Linked DNA regions of Danio rerio: region 1 is linked to region 2. Evidence: chromatin contacts called from public Hi-C data. All regions are on one chromosome and are shown on one strand. Each heading gives the region's core, a stretch centred on a gene start, on an enhancer-like site or on the middle of the called end of the contact. The rest is flanking DNA. Distances are from core to core; before and after follow the strand shown.

Region 1 (4,703 bases), core at 471-2,970, 33 kb after region 2:
CAAAACTCTGATGTTTGCCTACAAAGTGACTTCTGGCCTAGCACCTTCTTATCTGCACTCACTTCTGCAGATCTATGTGCCCTCCAGAAACTTGCGTTCTGTGAATGAATGTCGCCTCGTGGTTCCATCCCAAAGAGGGAAAAAATCACTTTCGCGAACGCTCACGCTCAATCTGCCCAGTTGGTGGAATGAACTCCCTAACTGCATCAGAACAGCAGAGTCACTCGCTATTTTCAAGAAACGACTAAAAACTCAACTATTTAGTCTCCACTTCACTTCCTAATCTGCAATTGCCTCTTTGAATATCACACTAACTGTACAAAAAAAAAAAAAAAAAAAAAAAAAACTACTAATACTTCCCTTCTTAGACTTTACAGACCTGAAACTTGCCTTTAGTACTTATTCATTGTTGCTCTTAGTTGTGTAAATTGCTTCCTTGTCCTCATTTGTAAGTCGCTTTGGATAAAAGCGTCTGCTAAATGACTAAATGTAAATGTAAATGTAGATCTTTTTAGGGTAAGAGGTTTTTGAGTTATTGCCGTCTATAACTGAATGTGTGTCAGGAATATCGAAAACAAAACCAACTGAACCGCGCTCCTTTCTGGCGCCCCCCTGGATATACAGCACCCGTAGCATTTGCCTATGGTGCCTAGGCCACGGACCGGCCCTGAGTTGGCTGAGTGTTATAAATACTCGCGCTCACCTCCCTCGCGACAGAGCGCATAGGAGATAAATGACGTCACTACATAATAACCGGTTATGATTATTACTGAACCGATAACTTATTGTCCGCATCTGCATCGTGGTGCACCGAAGAAACAATTAATTTTGACATTCCTAATTCAAAACATTCTGTCTATCGCAAGCCTTTGCTTTTATTTCAAACACAACATATCAGTCTGTTGCGGGAGCGTTGCTAGGGTCGAAAGGGATAAGGGGCTTAGCCCCAAAGAAGTCCTTAAAATAATGAATGAATGAATACAGTGCAGTGGCGGGATTTTTTTCACACCATGTAACAACAGTGTCACTCCCACCTGCCAGTAGAAACAGGTACTGCTAAACAACTGACTATTTAATTACCCGACACAAACACTGCATTAAGTGGAATGCGGGTGATGTATGTGCTAATTTTAAGCACTTGGATAACAAAATAAATGTTATACTTCCTATTTTTATTTAAGTGCAACATATTCTAAAAGATCAGGGGCTTTTGATAAAACATCAGGGGCTTAAGCCCCCAAAGCCCCCACCTTGCAACACCACTGCTTTGTTGGTGTTGTCAATCTGGCAACCTGCTCTTGCATGTCTTTTGAACCAGAGTTGCAATACCTAGTACAACCACTGAGTGTCAAACTTGCATACAGCACCTTTAAAATGTTATTAAATTGTATATGGTTTTAAGAGTTAAATGGCAGCCTCCTATGATCAACACATCCATGTTTATGTTTGTATATGTGTGTATAGACATATATTATCATCAATAAAACCTATATAATCATAACTGTGTTATGATGCAGAAAACCTGTCAACCTGCCAGAAAGCCCCGGATTAAACAGGCACAAACAAAAAAGCACGTCAGAGAAACAGAAGGTAGAGATAGCTGATGTTGTCATGAAGGAAAAGGATACAGGAAGAGCAGGAAAAGGAAGTGGATGGGAGTGAGCTGTAGTTCTAGGCATGCTTTGTGCAGACATCCTTCTGGACATTAGACTATAGTATTTTTAGCCCTCTGTCCACTGCACTGTGTGTTTAAAGGGAGGAAAGTACAGATTGTCTCTCTCTCAACAGGGACTGATGCCAAGGCTGAGACAGGAATGAGCTTTCTAAAGACAAGCAGCATGAGGCAACACAGACAATGCTGGCAAACCATGTGTTTTCCATTCAGTATGAGCATCAAGGGGCTTCACAAGTTATTATGTTGTGTCATTTATTCATTATTATGGAGCCGTAACAGAATCTTAGTGCAGAGATTGATTTGGCCATTTTTTACCTAGAAAGAAATTACAAGCAATAAGAGGTTTCAAACGGATCAAATTTGTCAACAGAATTTAAATGGATGCATCACAACACTGCCCCCTGCTGTTTTAACAGATAATAAACATAAAAGAAATGATGAATTCCCAAAACAAATGAAAACTTACTTATTATTTACTTTCCAAAAGCTCATAAAAGTTCCAAACTTTCATAAATCTCTTTGTTCTGTTGAACATAAAATATTTTTTCAAGAATGTCCGTAACCACTGACTTCCATATTAATAACAAAATACTATGAACAATGACTATCAATTGGTAACATGCTTCAAAATATATTTTCTTTGTGTTTTTTAATATTTCTAATATTCTTATATTCTTTTAAAAAAATTTCCTAATTATTTTATAATTTTATTGAACGTTTTTAGTGCAAAAACATGACATAAAATTTACATCGATCAAAAAAGATAATATAACTCGTTCATGTAATTTGAAATTTTGACCCCCACATAAAAAAATATAATAAAATAATAATAATAAATATAATTAAATTGTAATTAAATAAATAAACAAACTAATAAAACAAATAAATAAATAAGGACATAAAAAGTAAATTATTTTATAAATCTTCTTTGGGTTTAACAGAAACACAAATAGGTTTGGAACATGACGAAAGACTTTTCATTTTTGGGTAAACTATGCCTTTAAGGAAATGTATTGACGTTAGAAATTAGAATTGCCTCAGGGTAGATATTTCAGATTTCCTATTCACTTAAATAATGAAATTAAGAAATAAAAACTGCACTCACTCCTATTTGTAAGTATACACTCTTGGCATACCCAATTCTTCAACACTCAAAAGATTTTAAAGAGCCCCTATTATGGATTTTTTTTAAATGGCCTGGAAACATCCAGCTGAGGTTTAAATCTGAAAGTGCTTAAAACTACTGATTCTTTAATAAAATAGTCGACTCAGACTCGAATAAATAAATTGAATTGGATTCGGATCTTTTGCTTACGCATCGACATCGATCCGGTACATCATCAAATATAAAGTGCTGGATACGGTAAAATGTGAATGTGCCTTTCCCTTTAGATGCTAGTGGAGCGCGGCAGATAACGGCACTGGACCATGACATGAAGTAAACGATCACTAACAGATGGAGATTCGGCTGTAGGAAATAAGCGGTTAAAGTTCATTTTCACAACAACACCACAGTATAGCCAACCTAGTGCTGTGTCCTAGTTCCTGTCATTTTTCTGATGATCGATACAATAACCTACAATGCGGGATTTGTCGGCCGTTTGCTATTAAAGGAAGGAGCAGACTATTATGTATGGGACTTTGTCAGTAACTGTTATAGTCCATATGGACCAGTTTCTTCCTCCTCCAAATCATATAAGTGTAAAAAAATGTTTTGCCTCGTTTTGTGTGGTTAGCAAAATATGTGTCTTCAACTGTTGCTCTGCGCGGCTTGTAATCACCTATGTATTATACATCAGTGCTTGTACTGTATCTCTCAGGTTAAATCTGTGTGGGTTATTCACATATTGTATCCAAAACCATGTTGAAAACACGACGCATGCTTTTTCCTTTACCGATTTAAATGCGTTTCTGAACTCATGATCCTCTGCTGTTCCCCTTTGCTATGGCCATCATCAGCTGTTCCTCACATGCGAGGCACGTTCAATTTTTAAAATAGTTAAACTTTTGCCACTGTGTGGATTAATACTGAATGTGTGTCGTTGTTATTACTTGGGGATGGGGTTAAGAATAGAATATAGGCTGGCGTTAACTGCATTGCTTTATTGCATTCCTGCATTGGGCTCTCACATGCTCTGCATGCTACTTTATAACCGTGTTGGGCGTTTCTCTCTGTCTCACTCTGAACCCAGCCAACCAATTACAATAGACTGGGTCATTGGACCATTCAGCAAAGATTAGGCAGGAGGGGTTTGGGAACAAATGAATCACTGATCAAATCATATTGGAGTCATTGGGATAATTAGGTAAAAATAAATGCATATTATAAGACAATAGAAGTGTTTTTTGACCTTGTATGCATATCAGCCTGTTGTTGGAGACCACCAAAACCAAAACATGACCGTTTATAATGCAAAATAGGCGCTCTTTAAAAACATTTTCTGTGGCGTTTAACTTACTCTTGCATTACTGATGCTGCCTCAGCCCAGGAACCCAAAGCCTCCCGGACATCCCTGTGCCTGTAATGGTACCCAGCCAGATACATGTAAGGGTAGATGTGCTCATTGTTATAATACTTTTTAGCAGATTCAACAGCCTGGAAATACAAAAAAAGGGACCAAACAGATTAGTGCATTATAATAATGACAGCCTTGCAAATATTTGTGATGCAGGTTTGATCAAATACCTTAAGGTGAATGGACAGAGGGCTTTCTTTCCCAGTCATGGGTTCCTGATCTTCAAGGTCAGCCAAAGTGCCCATGGCCATAGGATACCTGTAACACACCAAGTACAAGAGAATGAATATTAAAGGGTTGGTTCACCCAAAAAACTACATTTACTCCCACTTATCTTCCACAATATTGTTCTGCCTTATGTAAAAGTACTTATACAGTCATGTGCATAGTTAAGTATTTATTGTATATGTATAGTAAGTAGTTAAATTTCCGCTTCCGTATGTTAGTTATGTATAGGTTTAAAATAGCTCTCATGTCCAATGTTGTGGTCATATTTATGATTATGTTAACTT
Region 2 (4,715 bases), core at 970-3,469:
CATTTTCGGCAGTTTTAAAAGCAGTTTTTAATTTTTAAACAATTTTAAAGACAAAATTATTAGCCCCTTTAAGCTATAATTTTTTCGATTGTCTACAGAACAAACCATCATTATACAATAACTTACCCTAACTAGCCTAGTAAACCTAATTAACCTGGTTAAGCCTTTAAATGTCACTTTAAGCTGTATAGAAGTGTCTTGAAAAATATCTAGTCAAATAATATTTACTGTCATCATGGCAAAGATAAAATAAATCAGTTATTAAAAATGAGTTATTAAAACTATTATTTTTAGAAATTTGTTCTCTGTTACAAAAATCTCTCCGTTAAACAGAAATTGGGTAAAAAAATAAACAGGGGGCTAATAATTCTGACTTCAACTGCATTTAGACTTTTTCCCAAAGAAAAAATATAAGCGAAAACTGTGAAAAAAAATCCTTGCTCTGTTAAACAGCACTTGGCAAATCATTGAAAAGTAAAAGTTTTAGAGAAGAGCTTATAATTTTTCCAATATATGTGATTGAAGACACACAAAATGCACAAAAAAAGTAGTTTGAAGTTTGTCTGACAAAATGGGTCACAGAGAGCATTAATGAGAGAAATAAAACTGACCAAGTCAGGATAGGGTTCCGTCTCTTTCCGTCTGGGAGGGGTAAACTTGACTTGGTCAACTGAAACAAATAACAAACACACATATAACACAACTGCATATTTTTCAAATATATATTTACTACAATTCAAAAGATTTTTTTATCTAAAATTTTGACCCTCTGGTTTCCCCCACAAGTCTAAAGACAGGTGCTATAGGTGAATTGGGTAGACTAAATTGGCCATAGTGTATGTGTTTGAATGAGTGTGATTTCCCAGAGATGGGTTGCGGCTGGAAGAGCATCCACTACGTAAAACATATGCTGGATAAGTTGGCAGTCCATTCTGTTGTGGCGACCCCTGATTAATAAAGGGGCAAGAAAATGAACGAACAAAAATTTTGTCCAAGGCTGAATTCTAATGATAATATTGCTAAAATACTAATTAGAATAGCATATTTAATAATAATATTAATAATAATACATTTTATTTGTAATGCGCTTTTCTTATACTCAAAGCGCTTCAGGCAAAACACTAAAACACAATGCAAGCAAAACAGCACAACAATAAAAGAAGCAATAAAACAATAAAAATATGAACCATAAGATAGAAATAAAACGTTAAACAAAATGATCATCTTAAATTAAAAGCAACGCTAAAAAGGTGAGTCTTAAGAAGTTTCTTAAAACAGTCCAGAGAGGCAGCATTCCTAATGCTGATGCATATTTCGGGCTTTGGCAGATTATATAATGTCAATAATAGCCATAGTCAATGCCATAGTCAATAGGGCATTCAATATGTCTTTCAATGTGATATTACTTTGACTGGGTCACAGTGAGGACTAAACCAAAGCTATTAAACTCTGCACTGCTAAAACTCCTTCTAAAACACGAACTAAAGAGAGTACAAAAACTCCCAACATGACAAATGACAAATATACATATATATTAGGGCTGACCAAATTCCCTCCATCAGCGCCATTACCCATCGTGGCCTCCCAATCATTCTCATTCACTAAATTGGCTCTATCACTGTCTCTCCTCTCTTTTGTAACATTCTAAACATCTATCCTGACACTTTTAATAGATTGAGTGCAGTCTTGCTGAGTACACTGTGATAATAACTTAAAGTTAAAAAGTGAAATCTCTGTCATCGTTTACTCACCCTTCACTTGTTTAAAACCAATTTGAGTTTCTTTCTTCTGTAGAACACTAAAAAAAGATGTTTTGAAGAATGCAATTTCAATTAGCAATTACTCTTCAAAATTTCTTCTTTTATGTTCAACTAACCTCACGAGAGACAGGAAATGGTTAACAAAATTAAAATTTTTGGGTGAACTATACCTTTAATTATCTTCCTTTATGTAAAAGTGAGCTTGTTGTCTTAAATGCACATGTATGTGTGTGTGAGAGACCTTTAAAACTTGAACATCACTTCCTCAGACACCCTAAAGAAGCTTCATTGTCCATCAGTCTGCTTTTCTGCCTGTGAATGCTGTAATCTTACAGTCAAGAAGTGTGACAAAGGATTCTCAGTAAAAGTGGCATCAACTTGCCACACGATCACACACACGCACAGAGCTCTCTGCTTGGCCTTGAATGTAAGCAGTGGATCAGTGAGTGTGTGTGAGGGGGAGGGAGATGGACATGCCATAGACGTGTGCTAAACAGTACCAGCTCTATGAGTTTGACATCACTAGCGTTATGCTCAATAGCCGCCTTGTTGCCTGAGTACTGAACATACATACATTAAACTGTAATCATGCACACGCTAAAAATCTAAACACACACACGAACTTCGCAGTGACACTGGACTTACAGCAGAAAACAAACTAAAAGATGAACATGTGATGTGATCATATATAAACAAGCTAAACATTTTAAGTAAAGTTTATTTATAAACTAATTTCGAGAGAATCACTTGATTATGATTGCCTGCGGCTGGTCCCACATTATTCAATTTATGATTCACCAATAAGACGATTCCTAAACCACTATAAATACCCATAGTTCCATATAACAGCCATCTTCGTTTTGAAGAATCCCCTCTTCCACCCCTATTCCTCCTCCTTTTCTAAATGAGTGGCATGGTAGGGTTAGCACTGTTGCCTCACAGCAAGAATGTCACGGTTCTAGTCCTTACCAAGCCAGCCAACATTTCTGTGTGGAGTTTACATGTTCTCCCCGTGCTCACATGGGTTTACCCCGGGTTCCCCGGTTTCCTCCCACCGTCCAAAAACATGCAACTTAAGTTAATTGATGAACACAAATCAGCACCACAGGCATGCTCTTAATAAGTAGCTATTTCTTAACAGCAATCACTATCTGTTCATTAGCTACTACAGCAGGGGAGTTTGCGAGATTTACCTAAGCTCAAACACCCCTCTCGCCTTGCACACAGGAGGGAGCCCCAGGCTCGAGGATCTTATGAGCTCAGGGCTCTCTCCCCGGACAGCATGCTAAACAAGCTTTATAATCAATCATCAGCTAAGTGTGAACTCTTGGAAGAGAGGGAGATTTTGGGTTTATTGCCATATCAGCGTCCTTGTCTGTTTCATAGCAAAAACAAATAAAATTTGTAAATAACACTTTTATAAAAAAAAGGATTTATAATACAGATAAATCACGATTAATTGCATCCAAAAGAAAAGTTTGCTTTGAATTAAGATATTTTGTATATATTACATATATTTATTATGTATATGTGATACACACGCATACACAAAAACAAAACTTTTAAAAAATATTTAAATTTATATTTAATTTCTATCATTCACACACACACACACACACACACACACACACACACACACACACACACACACATATATATATATATATATATATATATATATATATATATATATATATATATATATATATATATATATAAAATCTACTTATGAGTATATATTTTTTTTAAATATGTGCATGCAAGTGTATATTTACAGTTATAGTGAGAATTATTAGCCCCCCTTTGATTTTTTTTTTATTTTTTTTTTTTTCCAAATTATGTTTAACAGAGCAAGGACATTTTCACAGTATGTCAGATAATATTTTTTCCTCTGGAAAATCTCTTATTTGTTTTATTTTGGATAGAAGAAAATCAGTTTTTATTTTTTATTTTTATTTTAAGATCAAAATTATTACCCCCTTTAGGCTATATTTTGTTTCGATAGTCTACAGAACAAACCATCATTATACAATATTTTGCCTAATTACCATAACCTGCCTAGTTAACCTAATTACCCTAGTTAAGCCTTTAAATGTCACTTTAAGCTGTATAGAAGTGTCTTAAAAAATATCTAGTCAAATATTATTTACTGTCATCATGGCAAAGATAAAATAAATCAGATATTAGAAATGAGTTACTAAAACAATTATATTTAGAAATGTGTTGAACAAATCTGCTCTCCATTAAACAGAAATTGGGAAAACAATAACGAGGGGGGATGGGGGGGGGGGGAGCTAACAGTTCTGACTACAACTGTATATATTTCTACAGTACATGCACATATTATTATGTCAAAACAAACTTTTATTTTGGAGGTGAATTACTCACCCAATGCTAATTTATAACAACAATGAATAATATATAAAATAACATAAGACTCTAAAACAGTTTTTTAAGACTTACTTTTATTAAAAGATCTACTTTTTTAAAAGGATTAAAAAATGTGTTTAAAAATGAGTCATTTAAAGACTCCCCATAATAACACTGTTGTCTGATAACATTAAAAATAGGGCATCAAAAAATGTTTGTGTTTGACTGTTAGGTTGCTATTGCAATATTCACAAACATTTTATTTGGTAGAAATACATTCGTGATATCATTTGTATTTCTAATGTATCATTGCTTAACAATTTATTGTATGGTAATTCTAAATGGGTTAAAAAAGGCTGATGCTGGTACAGTACAATTTAACGTATAGCAAAGTATATAGTATATGATAGAACTACATTATATAAAGTAAATAATTTAATAATAAGTATAATCCAAATAATATTTCTAAATACAAATAACAATTACCTTACCACATGTTTTCTTAGTTATGAACTTCCCAAAATATATGGGATGAATTTACATACTTTTTTTACATATTTACATTTGTATAGTCTATGTCTCCCT

What was found. Hi-C and Micro-C count contacts between places; a contact is called where the count stands out from the background.
Region 1: a contact with region 2 is called in a Hi-C map of an unstated tissue, with 6 times the contacts expected there. The contact joins two enhancer-like sites. A contact is called at or near these places in 2 of 18 Hi-C or Micro-C datasets (caudal fin and an unstated tissue).

The regions. Positions count from the first base shown.
Region 1 is chr7:17,671,256-17,675,958 of GRCz12tu, forward strand. men1 (multiple endocrine neoplasia I) reads right to left here. Exons shown (of 10, transcript NM_130953.1): 6 at 4,362-4,449; 7 at 4,135-4,271. Among named protein-coding and RNA genes, the nearest start is that of map4k2, 8.7 kb to the left of the region's middle. Within about 2 kb of position 1,721, at least 16 of the 62 cell types and tissues checked have an H3K27ac peak or open chromatin away from gene starts, as enhancers often do.
Region 2 is chr7:17,637,377-17,642,091 of GRCz12tu, forward strand. map4k2 (mitogen-activated protein kinase kinase kinase kinase 2) reads right to left here. Exons shown (of 32, transcript NM_001040358.1): 14 at 612-670. Among named protein-coding and RNA genes, the nearest start is that of nitr6b, 21 kb to the left of the region's middle. Within about 2 kb of position 2,220, at least 5 of the 62 cell types and tissues checked have an H3K27ac peak or open chromatin away from gene starts, as enhancers often do.